Linked DNA regions of Sus scrofa: region 2 is linked to region 1. Evidence: chromatin contacts called from public HiChIP or PLAC-seq data. All regions are on one chromosome and are shown on one strand. The core of a region is the stretch at or near the end of the contact, and the rest is flanking DNA. Distances in the headings are between cores, read along the strand shown. Region 1 holds the start of CXHXorf56 (UPF0428 protein CXorf56 homolog). Region 2 holds the start of RPL39 (60S ribosomal protein L39).

Region 1 (2,910 bases), core at 50-2,549:
GGATGGTGGTAGCTTGGACTAGAGTGGTAAAATGGAGGTGGTAAGTAGTCAGATTCTGGATAGATTTGCAAGGAAGCACTCGCAGAATGTGTTGATGGACTCGATGGAGAAACCAAGAATGATTTTGTGATACTGGGTGAATAGCGGTACCACCGACTGTGATAAGGAAGTCTGAGAGGGACAGTGGAGAGCAGAAAGTAGGGAAACATAAAGTTAATTCTGAACTTGGTTCTTTGGGAGGCCTATTAGACATCCACAAGGAGATGCTAAATAGGCAGGTGGAGTTGGACAAGTGCAGGTTAAAGAGGAACTTTTGGGAGTCATCAGCATATAGATGGTAGTTAAAGCTTGTGGATGGCTGAGATCGCCCAAGGAGTGAGTACAGATACAGAACAGGTGAGAGGACTGAGCCGTAGAACCCTGCAAAGCCTAAAAGTCTGAGACAGAAAAAGGAGCCAGATGCTGAGAAGGAGCAAAATCGAGGTAGGAGGAAAATCAGGGGGGTATGGAGTCTTGGATGCAAATGGAAGTGTTTCAAGAAGGACGGTGTGATCATCTTAGTCAAATGCCACTGTGAGGGGGATTAAAATGAGCATTGATAATTGATCAGTGGAACTGGTAACACGTTCAGTTAGAAACTTTGACAAATATGGTTTAGATGGTGAGGTGAGAAGGAAAGCCTGCCTGAAGTGAGGGCAAGAAGGAATGGGAAGTGAGAATGCAGACAGCTCACACAGGCAATTCTTTTTAGAAGTTTTGCTATAAAAGAAGCAAAAGAATGAGGTTATAACTGGAGGAGAATGTAGGATCAAGGGAGGATTTTATTTTCACTTAAGAGTTATTACAACATCCTTGCATTCGGCAGAAAGGTTACAAAGTTCCTAAAAGCAGAATGGAAGTAAAGAAAGCATATTTTTGCTGAAGAAGGAATTTAGTTTTGAGGGAGGTCTGGATACAGAATCATAAGGTTAAACAGAAAAGCTGTCCTGGAATTGGGCGGGGATGTGTACGGAGGATTTTGATGGACAGGGAAATCTACAAAAAGACGCGGCTCCCAGATCACAGAATTTCCTCTGGAAGTTCGCCCTTCCAGACGCCCCCGGTTCCCGACTACTCACCCAACACCAGGACCATCTGGCCGCACAAACAGTAGTAGACGTGGAGGGGCTTCTCGCCGTCGTCATATTCCTCCCGGTCCCGGGTGTCGGAGCAAACTACTGACCGGGACACTACCTTAGGCATGGCTCAGAAGAGCAGCCGGAAAACGCAAAGCCAAAAATAAGGGTCGCCCAGAAATGACGTCAGGCGTGCGTCGCGGCTTTTCCTTTGGTTAAGGCTGGTCATGTGTCAGTGGTAGTCATGTGAACTTCTGGGCAGTCCCATTAGTTTAAGAAGGACGGGGGACGCTCTGAGTCTCTCAGAATCTCGTTTTCCTTGGCATAAGTTCCCTGGGACTGCTTTACTTGGGTCACCCTTAATCGTTTAAAGTATTCATTTATATTTCTATACACGTATACGTGTCTAGTTATATGTATAACTAGATATTCTTTGCAAAGGACTACATTTACACGGTGATATGCATAATACAGATCGTAGGTGTGCCTCTAAATATGATTTTTATTTTAATAGCTGTATTCAGGATGAGCACCTATTGAAGTAAAGGCATCTTTTAAAATTTTGAGATCTAATTCACCATAACATATAGTTCACCATTTTAAAGTGTATAATTCAGTGGAGTTTAGTGTATTCATGAAGTTTTGCGACCATCCTACTACCTAGCATTTTCATCATCCCCCAAAGAAATCCCATATCCATCAACAGTCACTCTCCCCACCTTTTCCCCTGCCCCTGGCAACCACTAATCTACGTTCTGTCTCTATGGTTTTACTTCTGGAAATTTTATACAAGTGAAATCATACAATCTGTGGTTTCTTTCACTTATGTTTTCAAGGTTCATCCATGTTGTACCATAACTCAGTAAAAATAATGAATCAGTAGAAAGGAACTTCATTTCTTTTGATGGCTGAATAGTATTCTGCTGTGTGGATCTACCACATTTTGTTTATTCATTCATCAGTTGGTGGACAATTGGGTTATTTCCACTTTTTGGATATAATGACTAGTGCTACTATGAACACTGGGGTACAAGTTTTCATGAGAATATATGTTCCTATGTTTTTATGTTTTGTGAGCTCATATGTTTTCTTGGGTATATACTTGAGAGTAAAATTTGATAACTAACATTTTTAATTTAAAAATGCATTTTTTTGTTTTGTTTTGTTTTGAACTTTTTGAGGAATTGCTGTGTTTTCCAAAGCAGGTTTATTACCTTACATTTTACATTTACCTCCAGCCATGTATGTGGGGTTTTGATTTCTTCATGTCCTCACCAGTAATTATCTTTATCTTTTTTTATTATGGCCATCCTGGTGAGTGTGAGGTGGTATCTCATTGTGATTTTGGTTTGCATTTTCCTGATGACTAATGATACTGAACAGCGTTACATATGTTTATTGGTCATTTATATATCTTCTTTGGACAAATGTCTGTTTTAATCCTTTCCCCATTTTTAATTGTTATTTTTTATTATATTATTTAATTGTGAGAGTTCATTATATATTTTATTTTTTTATTTTATTTTTGTCTTTTTGCCATTTCTTGGGCCGCTCCTGCAGCACATGGGAGGTTCCCAGGCTAGGGGTCTAATCGGAGCTGTAGCTGCCAGCCTATGCCAGAGCCACAGCAACGCGGGATCCGAGCCGCATCATTATATATTTTAGATACTAGACCCTAATCATGTAAGTGATTTGCAAATAGAAGCATCTCAATGATCTCATTTGCCACAATTATAGGCAACATCCTCCACCCCTCCTTCTCCAACCCAGAGACTCTCCCAGAGTGCTCTTTGTG
Region 2 (2,895 bases), core at 197-2,696, 200 kb after region 1:
AGATTCAAAGCCAGGAACTCCCTAACGCCAACAAACATTTGAATGTTGAACCAAAAACAACTCTCTCCATGCTAAACCCATCAGGCCCTTTGCTTTGTTCCTTACTTCTCCAAAGGTAGATAGCATAATTCCCATTGCTTAAATAATAATCAGTAGTCAGGGAGGTCGGTAAGCTGCCCCAAAGCGGAATATATTAATGTGCAGAGCTAGTATTCAAATCCAGGTCATCTCTGCTCCAAGGCTAGGGCTAGAGCACGCGGTTTTCACAATCACTTGAAAGTCAGTCTCAGTGCACCCTGACATGTGGGAGATCTGCTCTAACCCACTGGCATTTGGGATATTAATTCTAACTATGTAAAACGCCACTATTCTAAGAATGACTTTCCCAATCTCCCACTGCATTTTTTGGCTTTCATGAAAAACCCGGGTCATCTAAGCCCAACCCCAACCACCTCTCTCCCAGTTTGCAGGACAATCCGGAAAAATGGCACTGAGTGCTGGTCTAAAGTCTGGCCCGAGTGGCCCAACACACTTTTGCATAATAATAGGGGTCGTTATAAAGAAAAGACTACACCCCTCCCCCCCAGCTCACTGCAGTAGCTGTAAAATTTGTTAATAAAAACATAAAGCACCAGATATCGATCCTCTCCATACCTAAAAGCTTATAAACAGTCTCATTTTTTCAGAAAACTATCAAGAGAAAAACCCAGTGACCATCTGCCACTAGCATTTTACGAAGAGCGCCCGAACAGCATATAGATTCAGACCACACCACCCCCGGCTCCAGGCGCTTCCACGGGGAGGACACTCAAGTCCCTGAACAAAAGGCTAAAAAAGTCGTCAATCTCATAACGTGGCAGGCTCCTGGCCCCCAAGTAAAGTCTTCGAGAACCAAAAGCCCACATGCCCTTTTCGAGGCTCGGAACGTCCCCCGCGTCGCAGCCAGCCCGAGGTCGAGCCGCGATTTCTACAATGCCCTCCTTGTCCCACAAAGACAGTTCGGTGTAGGAAAAACAGGAATCCTTGTCCGCCTGAGCAGCAGCCAAAAGCAGAGAGCGCCCCCTCGGACCACGCGGCGCCAGCGCAGCCGGCCCCTCCCCATCTCGCACGCTCGCTCGCTTCCCGCTAGGCCCGCGGACTGGAGCCCGCGGACTGAAGCGGTGGCCAAACTCGATCTCACATAGGAAAAGCTTTAAAAACGGTCCCGCACCTCGACGCAACCCGCAGCGCCAGCGAGCTCGCAGAGACCTCAGGTCTCCTGAAGCTACCCCGGAGCCGATGGCAACGGATGGACTTACCATGGCGAGGAACTAATTCAACCGCACACAGGACGGCGGAGAAGAGCAGAGAGAAGGAAGCAGACGGAAGGACGCGTTTAGAAGGCGCCGTAGGGGGCGGGGCTTAGGGAGGTGACGCCGTGCGCGACCACCGCCCCCTGGAGGCCCCTCCCTGAGCGTGCTCCCCTGGGGCCGTGGGAAACTGCGCTCGTTCGTGCGAAATGGAAGCCGTTTTGCTTCACTTCCGTAAGTAGGTTCCGCAGGAGCCTGTTAGTGTGCCAAGGGACTTTGTGTCATGGGTGAGGCAGACAGTCTATGGTAAACGCCGTGACAGAAACCCTTCCGAAGGGCCGAGGAGCGGAGTGGGCAGGGCTATTTCCAAGGGAAGCGGGGCAGACGTCACGCCCGCGCGCAAGGGACTTCGGTCCTGCGTTGGGAGGGAGCGCGCCGAAGGGCGGGGGGGTGGCCGTGGGTAGCGGCGGGGGTGGCGTGAAGGTACCGGGGTGTTGGAGGAAAAGGAGGAATTATCGGGGGGGGGGGGGGCTGGCCAGGTGGGCCGTATAACTATGGACAGCCATTGGGTTTTAGCCAATGCAAGAGGTTGCCAATCAAGGATTTTTTTTCCTCCCAGTTTAATTGAGATGTAATTCACATACAGCACTGTATTACCAATTAAGGCTTTAAATGAAGTAAGTTCTGGACGGAGCCGTTTCCTTGACTGCTAGGAAATCCAGACTGACTTTGTAACCTACCTTTGACCACAACGGGAACTCCTCTTCTCCGCATTTAAAAGCAGAGACCTCTGTGTATCTTTGTCACTTCAAGATTTTTTGCACCAACAGGTTAAGGTAAGGGTTTTTAACTTGGGGTCCACAAGGGTCAATGCTTAGAATTCATAGTGTATCGTTGTACAACTATAAACATAATAAAATTCAGAGTTAAAAAAAGAATTCACAGAGTACACGAACTTGGATTTAAAAAAGTCACAACTTCGTTTTCATCAAACTCTGAAATGTAGCGCTTTATTTACAAATGTAGGCAACAAACTACCTGGTCAACAAATCAGATGGTTTTATATCACACTGCAGTTGATACAGGTGTCTTAAAATATCATATATACATACACTAGTCACTAATTTGAAATTACAGTAGCTTTTAGATCTACAACACAGAACTGTGTTAATCCTCTATGTTGCTACAGCATACATTTCTTTTAGAAAAAAAATTGTCTTTTTTTTTTTTGGCCTTTTTTGGGCCAAACCCATGGCATATGGAACTTCCCAGGCTGGGGGTTGAATTAGAGTTGCAGTTGCCAGCCTGCAACACGAGATCTGAGCTGCGTCTACAACCTGCACGGCAGCTTACAGCAATGCTGAATCCTTAACCCACTGAGAGAGGCCAGGTATTGAACCCTTGTCCTCATAGATGCTGGTCGGGTTTGTTACCAGTGAGCCATAATGGGACTCCCTTAGAAAATATTTATTTTGAGCGGAGTTCCCAGGTAGCCTAGCAGTTAAGTATCTGGCATCATCATTACTGTGGCACAGATTCCTTCCCTGGCCTGGGAACTTCCATATGCCACCGACACAGTCCCCCCCCCCAAAAAAAGTTTAGAAAG

Evidence for each region. HiChIP or PLAC-seq counts read pairs in DNA pulled down with a chosen protein or histone mark.
Region 2: a contact with region 1 is called in an H3K27ac HiChIP or PLAC-seq map of alveolar macrophages. The contact joins the promoter of RPL39 here to the promoter of CXHXorf56 in region 1. A contact is called at or near these places in 1 of 47 Hi-C or Micro-C datasets (heart right ventricle) and 1 of 2 datasets of contacts at active chromatin or transcription factors (alveolar macrophages).

Annotation. Positions count from the first base shown.
Region 1 is chrX:97,984,982-97,987,891 of Sscrofa11.1, forward strand. CXHXorf56 (UPF0428 protein CXorf56 homolog) reads right to left here and starts at 1,300. Exons shown (of 7, transcript XM_001927356.4): 1 at 1,119-1,300. The coding sequence starts at 1,242. All of the region lies in intron 1 of UBE2A (ubiquitin-conjugating enzyme E2 A), which reads left to right.
Region 2 is chrX:98,179,993-98,182,887 of Sscrofa11.1, forward strand. RPL39 (60S ribosomal protein L39) reads right to left here and starts at 1,447. Exons shown (of 3, transcript XM_005673863.3): 1 at 1,299-1,447. The coding sequence starts at 1,301. It overlaps LOC110257656 (a long non-coding RNA gene), which reads left to right and starts at 1,438. Exons shown (of 2, transcript XR_002340568.1): 1 at 1,438-1,523; 2 at 1,936-2,895.